2 separate regions of the Ostrinia nubilalis genome follow, and region 1 is linked to region 2. Evidence: chromatin contacts called from public Hi-C data. All regions are on one chromosome and are shown on one strand. The core of a region is the stretch at or near the end of the contact, and the rest is flanking DNA. Distances in the headings are between cores, read along the strand shown. Region 1 holds the start of LOC135084431. Region 2 holds the start of LOC135084592.

Region 1 (4,201 bases), core at 395-2,894, 140 kb before region 2:
AGTGAGGCGTGGGCGTGGCTTGTACTCGGCCAAGGCGTGGTATGGCGAGGAGTACTTCTTGTCCAGATCCCCGTCAGACTCGTCCAGGTTCTTGATGGAGGGGGACCCGCCATAGCTGCGTACCTGTTAGAAGGTAGGACTCATCATCATCATCTTTGCCATCAGGACATGCAACTTACTATAGGAAAACGGCCCTCACTCATTCACCAGAGGATAATGGAGGATTTGTCCTAAACTCTCCACTCTGGCCAGACAGGATATAACGATTGTTAGAGAAAAAAAAATACAGTATCAAAATAATCGGCCCTTCCAGGAGAGTAGGTAGGTTAGGTTAGGTTAGGTTAGGTAAGGTTTAAGAAAACACAACCAAAATTTAATAAACTTATTAAAAAAAAACTTATTTTCCTTTGCTGTATCTGTAGGTAAACTCAAGTAGGTATCTACTTAGTTTGAAAAAGTTTAAAAATAGTACTTACGCTTGGAGCATAGTTCCCCGACAAGAAGTATCGCAGTTTGGACACAGCCTCCTTGTACGCTAGCTCTGTGTAGTCCGGCACCCTCTTCAGGCCATACTCGTTCAGTTTCGACGGCCGCCTATACGGGAAGTAGGTACTCATTTCACAAAACTCCTTCGTCACTTTCACATTTTTAAAAATAAAACAAAAAACTAAATTCCAGTTCGGAACTTAAATTTAAAAGTAAAATTCAAAATTCGAACTCAAGTGTCGCATTGCGCTCGGTACTGTGTGCAGTAAGACATTTTAGTTTCGAAAATGGAATGATATTGATTACACAAATTTTCCATTGCCATGGCAACCGTTGTTAACGTCAACAAAATTTCGCGGTCTGTTGCTATGAATGAATTAATGCGTAATTTATCAAATTGAGGTTATGGTACAAGTGGAGTTTGTGATAATGGAAATTAATTAAAATGTCGGAGTAGTTAGGTATAGATTGTAAGTATTATGTACGAGTATGTCTGAGTCTGTACTGTAGAAATAAATAAAGTTCAAAAACTTTTTCACAGTTAACAGAAAGTAAGGAACCAGGTGAAACGAAACGTTTGTTAACTTTTAAAATGAATAGCATAATATTTTGACGGATGGCGTAGCGGTGCGGTGTGATCACTTTGAGCGCAGTGGGTCCCAGATTCGATTTTTGATCGGTTTAAGGGTAAAACGGGGTCCACGCGTACAAAGTCGCGGGCGGACACTTTAATTATGTGAAATAAATTAAATAACTATTAAAACAACGACGAAGTAGTCATACATTCATACTTAGGTAACAATAATTAATTAATTGACATAATAAACAAAACAAAATCCTTATCTTACTGCTTTGGTTAAATTCAGAATATTAAATCCACTCAGAGAATGAAAAAACAATGCTTATTTAACTTAAAAGAATAAATCGCATCCTAAGAAAACTAGGGAATTTTAGTAGGTACTGAAGGTACTTCACATTATTTGTAAATAAAAAAAAAGTCAAATAATTTAATTCCTACTTTAATGATTTATTTTAAACTCACCTTATTTTTGCACGCTTCAGTTTACCATTCATGTCTTTGTCAGATCCAGCGCTGGAACCACTCTTGACTCTATAGCTCGGAGACTTTGGCTTGCTCAAATAACTCGTAGACCCCATATTTTAAAAAACCAGCCACAAAAGACCTATAGTCATCAACCAAAATAGGTTTTAATACACAAAATTTTCAAACTCTGAAGTTCTTTTTAAACTGGCCGATACTAAAAAGTTTGTATTTCAAACTACGCGATAATAAAACCTATATATTTTTAGAACTATCAAATTCGAATTTGGAAGCTACAAATTCAAATTTTCAAATTTAGAACCCATTGCGTACGACAACAGACGATCAACATCAGAAAAGGAATGAAAATTTTTAAGGAACAGAACTTCCTGTCGTCTGTCTCTTTTGTTTTTATGTGGAAAACCTATGTGTCGATCTCGCTCTAGCGTGTACATTTTCTTCGGGATGAGCCTAGATTAGTCCAGGAGATGGGAAGCTAAAATAGCTAGCTTATGTAAGATGTTTTTACACATATCACACCAAATTTTAGTTTACTTGGATAATACGATATCTTAAATTGGTTTTCGGACAGATGAACAAGGAAGTTTCCATCAAACTTATTGAGACACTGTCATAAAGTTTAAAATAACACCAGTATTTATATGTTTTAAACGTCGTGTGTAGTAAGCTAAGTACCTACATGACAAAAAAAGAAGCGTTGCTTTAATAACCTTAAGCAATTCGATGTTTTCAAGTTATTTAAATTTAGTTTGTGAACTTAATGCCATAGGGAATTATCTGTAAGCCAACCAGTTAATAGTGGTAAATCTAACATTCTTAGGTATACAATGCTGGTCCCTGCACCACGTCTCTCGCACTACGTGACAGGCAGTGTCTTGCGTGATTCCTGAGACGTTACGGTTTTGGAGGGAAAACTGATCACGCGATAGTAACTGCCTGTAACAAAACTGCGTATTGTAGAGCCTATAATTTGGAAATACCAAATATTATGATAAGTATCTATTGCAACGTACAATAACAAAGTAATTACCCAAGATTTTCACATTGTAAAGCTGAACGCAGAAGTTACCTTTTCTGAATCCATAAAAATATTTTTATAAAACTTGCCTTGTTAAAATAATTATATTTTTTTACCGAATAAGTAAGGCGTTACTACTGAACTTGGGTATAATAAATAATTTAGTTTAGTTTCGAAGTTTTCTTATGCACCTTTGATTTTGTTCGGTTGCTGCTTGCTTGAAAAATTGTGGCGATTCTATAGAGCTAAGTAAGTAATGCGAACAATGAAACGTCTGATGTTTTCATTGCTAGCTTCGCCAAAGAAAACGACCTAATTCCATCGTACAATAGAAAATCCGGATTGGTGATGGGGGCGATGGTGTAGAAACTCGCCTATATTATTATAGTTACGCAGGGTGTCAGGTAACATTTATGCTTAGGTAGATACGTTACATTATATAGTATATGCCTTCGGGAAAATCAAAATCAATGTTCTCTGGTATAATAGGTACCTACATATTAACTAAATAGACTTCGGGCGCAGGTCGGCCGTAGTAAGGACAATCTGTTCAGGTGGGGATTCTTGGATGGCTCAAACTTGGAGTGCAGGTGCGGTTTTGTTCCCCAGTCGATGAAGCACATGATGTCGTGCCCTTCGTGCCCAAACAACTGCACGCAGGAGGATTTAATGAATGCTGCTGACAACGCCACTCTTTTAGCGGAGTTTTTGGCTGACACTGTGTAGGTTTGTTGTCGACACGATAAGAAGAAGATCTTAGGTCCTACTTATCCCTTTATGAATTTTCATATAAGTTATTATTTGAGAATTTCAGTCATAGTTTTGCTAAGTTCGTCACAACTGAAGCTGAAAACGTAAAGGAATCACCTTCGCATTTGTGATTTAAAGCTATAAGGCCATCTTATCTTATAGGTAGGCTACTATAGCTATTCCACGAAGGCTGTCTATGTTTAATGTACATTCCATGACACCGCCTGGCACCATATCTCGCGTGTGGAACACCATTTGGAGGCTCCGACAAAGGGATCTTCGTAAATCGATACGACAGAACTTTTTGGGTCGCTTCTTGAAGATATTTCATGGAAATGCAGTAAGACATCAAGAATATTGAATTTGTAGCATGGAGTTAAGTTTTCAACTCGCTCCAAATACAAATAAATTACATAGTACAGTCAGCGTCAAATAGTTCGTGAGACCCAAAGTAGCTATTAAATTCGCAACACGTCTTTGTTGCAATTGGATTAAGGTTGTTGTGTTGTCAACTTTTTGGCCTCTATGGCCACTAAACAAAACTATCATACAAAGCAAAGTAAAATTAAAGCAATTTTAGTAAAATTAAAATCCATTGCAGTTTTCGCATCCATGATGTTTCCGATCGATTTTCACCATGGCGATTGGCGACCATTTTCTTAGACGCGTTATTACAAAAATTTATATCAAACTCCATTCAATCTGTCATTTGTAATAAGGTTCTCTATCTGTAGTTGCACCGCCTAAGTAACTTTAACCGTAACGTAACGCGGCGCGGGACTACAAATACTTGTATGAAAAGGACACTTCACACGTGTCACGCATGTGGGGCAATCTCGCGTCCGTGATGAAATCCGCATGATATTAAAAACACCCTTAAAGTA
Region 2 (3,713 bases), core at 1,210-3,709:
GAAAGTAGTAGAGTTCCTACAGTAACAACAAGGTCTTGTTTAGAGTGAATACTTAATTCAGGTTAAGATTGACCATTATAGTAAACCTCTCTAGAGACAAGTTGACACTGATTTCTAATTGAACACAAGTTCGCAACGCAACGGACAAGGTAGGTAAGTATCTACTCATATTTTTTTCGTGAATAACAGTCGCTTTGAAGAGCCAAGGAATGACTCATCGATACGCTTGACCTTCTTACCGATCCATCTGTCTAATGCCTATTTATTACTGTACGTTACTTGTATCGTTCATTTACTAGATTTCCCATTTTGAATGTACGGCCAATATGCCATTTATCTTCCTCTGAATTCATTCTAAACTGCATTATGTAGGTAACTAGGTACCTTATCTCTGTTAATCGCGTAGCCCTCCTCTTATCAGGGTTTTACTCGTCTAAAGAATCAGAATGGTACGTAAGTAGGGCCTTAGACTTTTGCTAGGCACTTGCATTGTGTTGTGACTTGAATAAATATATGCAGTTGTTTGTAAGTCTTCTTCATAGATTCGTAATTTCTTAACTTTTGATAAAATCTTTCTTTACTTGAATGAAGAATATTCTAGAAAGCAACGGACAGAAAAGTTTTAAGTTTTCGTGATGATCCGACATTATGCTCTGCTTCGGATGCTCTTTTAAATAACTAACTCTATCTTTAAGGATATTTGTCTCATCATGAAGTTACGGTCAAAAGTAACCAACTCTTTGAATGCTTACGAAACTTCTTAGCTGGTGGAACCGGTAAATGTAATAAGCAAAAAATTTACCTACAGCCGATTCAGCTTACGAAGTACAAAATTCCTTTCGTATCACGTTCATAAATACAGAAGGTAGGCGTAATTCACAAGCATCAAATGATTGATCACGTAAAATAAACGAGCCGCGATCGCTTGGCTTATTGCAGGCATTGCAGCAAGCGGTGCAGTGAACGCGAAGCACGCCTCCATAAGGGGAAATGCTGTGTAAACCTGTCCCTTCCCTGCGTCGCCTCGGGAAATTCACGACTGCAAGATTGTGATAAACATTAAACAATTTTTACAAACATTGTAACAAACTTTTAAAATTCAAACTTCGAACGGCGTCCTGCCTACTTAATAAAAATAACTTTCTTCTATTTTTTTTAATTCATGCTATCAAAGGCGCTAAAATTAAACTAAGTTAAAAGTACACACCGAAAAAGTCCTCCCAAGTCATAGAGTGATCCGAGTCGGCGTTAGCTCCGTCCATCGTGCCACTGTTTGATTCTAGCTTGACATGTTGTTTAGTTTAAATAAAACAAAAGAACACTGCTGTCTTATGATTTTATCTCACCAAACACAGAGTAAACTTTGTCGTTACATAATTTGTTGACAAACAATAGTCGCGTTGGGAAACGGAGCGGGAGGGCGCGCGCGTTGTCCCGCGAAGCCGACCGGTGAATGAGTTGAAAAAGTTTCGACCTCCTCTCTCCTCGCCCTCCTCAGTCCTCACTGCGGCGCCTTGCACCCGCTTCACTCGCTTGCACTCAAATCACGGTGCACTGCAGTCCCACACCATGATAAACTCGCCTAATAGGATTACTAACGCCAACCTATAAACTCTACGCTGGTTCTAGATAAAATCTACATCACTCAAGATAATGATTACGAAAACGATTCATTAAAGCAAATGGAAATTATGGCTCCGATTCACGCGATGTTTTTTATTGAATCAATATCTAATTAGGTGATAAGCAAAGTTAAGAATTATGTCTCATGCCATCGTCGTACTTTTAATCACGTCTTACTTAGCTACGTCTAATTTAGGGTACCTAGGTAGGTAGATAGGTATTAAATATTTCAATTTCACATCATGACTAAATCTACACATGCATGAAGGATACAAATAAATTATACAATACTTACTTTTAGGTAGGCAGGCTTTTTTCTTCAAGTTAGCTTATTTCTTGATCTTAAAAACTATGGAGGTTGGAATCACAACATCACAATCATTGATTAGAAAAAATCTATTGGTTTGAAAAACTAGAAATCAATAATGTAATCGTCTTATTGACAAAATAAATAATTAATTAATAAATAAGTTTTAAAAACTTTGCAGCTGAATTTCACAAGTCATTTTATTAATCTAAGCAAGTCACAAACAAAACAAATGGCTCATCAATCAGCTGTTTCGAACTTGACCCGCGAACATTTGACAAACGTCATCACGGCTTTATTTTAACGTCTCAATGCTTGACGTAACCCTAAAATATCTAAATTTAATTATGTGGAATTATTATTTTACTTAGTTTTCCAAATAATGATATTCTTATAACTTGATTTAGCGTCAATTTATTTCGAGTGATAAAAAAATACCTTGGAAAATACATTTTCTACAAACAAAACCGTTACTCCGTTACGTTACCTAATGAAACGTCAAAATAATGCGACAGACGCCACCATGAGCATTGATCGGTTGATTTTAACAACATGGCGATTCTTGTAATCAGTTGTTGTGCATCGTCCATTAGTTGATTTTAATGCGTGAATTACATCTAAATTGAGTTAAAGTATACTGTGTTATTGCTAATTGTGCCGAAACTGTCATCATCGTGCAAAAGGTAGCAGCTAAAGAGTGGTAAATTCTGCGAACTGAGATGATTTGAGGTACGTATTTGTTGGGTAACATTTTTATCCTATTATTATTTATATTGCACATTTTGTCGCACGTTTTGCTTTATTAGATTAACTTTGAGTACTAACGAAGTGTTCATAACGTTCGTATTTCATTTCAGCGTTCCGCTTTAGGTGGCCAAGTCGTAAAGTTGTAGGATCATTGAACCCTGCAATTTTGGATGTTTTTATAATGCCGCGTCGCGTCGGGACTGATGTGGTGCAACTGCCTATGCCCCCGAAGAAGAAATGTAAGACTTTGGAGGAGCCCCCGAGCCTCGATGTGAGTTTCTTCGACGATGAGGCTCTCCCACCTGGAATTGTGTTTTCTGATGTACAACAGAAGAAATGGCGTATTGGAAAACCTATTGGTGAGTAGATACGCAATAAATACCAGTAAACTTTCTAAAAAAGTCACTAATCTAATGGTCAGAACTAGAATGTACTTGATAACTTAACATTTGAAGAGGGAAATAAAAGTGAAAGTTGATGCATTAGATCATGATGCATAGTAGGTACATTGTTAGATATATACCACATGATTTGGAGCTGTCTTAGTCATATAGTAACAATGTTAGGCTTTGTAAATATTGATTTACTTCTTATAATTTTTAACAAACAAATAATTACCACACAGTATTATTACTTGGTTTAAGAATAACTATAAATTTCCTATTTTTACCCAATATTATGTAAAAAAAATTGATGTTCTTTTTTGTTTTACAGGCAGAGGTAGCTTTGGCAGGATATACCTAGCTTCAGACAATGTAGATGCTGAAGTAACAAAACATAATGCGAGATATGTGGTCAAAATTGAACCACACACAAACGGGCCCTTGTTCGTTGAGATACACTGTCTGATCAGGTCTGCTCAGGCAGCCAGAGGTAAGACACAGTACATATTAATAGTAATATTCACATGAAAATAAGTTATTGTGAAATCTAAACTGTTGATTTTCATTTTATTCCAGTCAAATCATGGAGACAGCAGAAGAAACAGAAACGCCTTGGGATGCCAGTATACATTGCCAGCGGCTCTTTCACTGAT

Evidence for each region. A called contact is a pair of places that touch in the nucleus more often than the background predicts.
Region 1: a Hi-C map of whole larva shows a contact between it and region 2, with 2.7 times the contacts expected there. The contact joins the promoter of LOC135084431 here to the promoter of LOC135084592 in region 2. A contact is called at or near these places in 2 of 5 Hi-C or Micro-C datasets (whole body and whole larva).

Annotation. Positions count from the first base shown.
Region 1 is chr26:4,958,863-4,963,063 of ilOstNubi1.1, reverse strand. It overlaps LOC135084431, which reads right to left and starts at 1,644. Exons shown (of 17, transcript XM_063979214.1): 1 at 1,529-1,644; 2 at 477-594; 3 at 1-123. The coding sequence starts at 1,644.
Region 2 is chr26:4,823,716-4,827,428 of ilOstNubi1.1, reverse strand. LOC135084592 reads left to right here and starts at 2,459. Exons shown (of 5, transcript XM_063979365.1): 1 at 2,459-2,659; 2 at 2,788-3,036; 3 at 3,392-3,550; 4 at 3,637-3,713. The coding sequence starts at 2,859. It overlaps LOC135084487, which reads right to left and starts at 1,617. Exons shown (of 11, transcript XM_063979274.1): 1 at 1,208-1,617. The coding sequence starts at 1,262.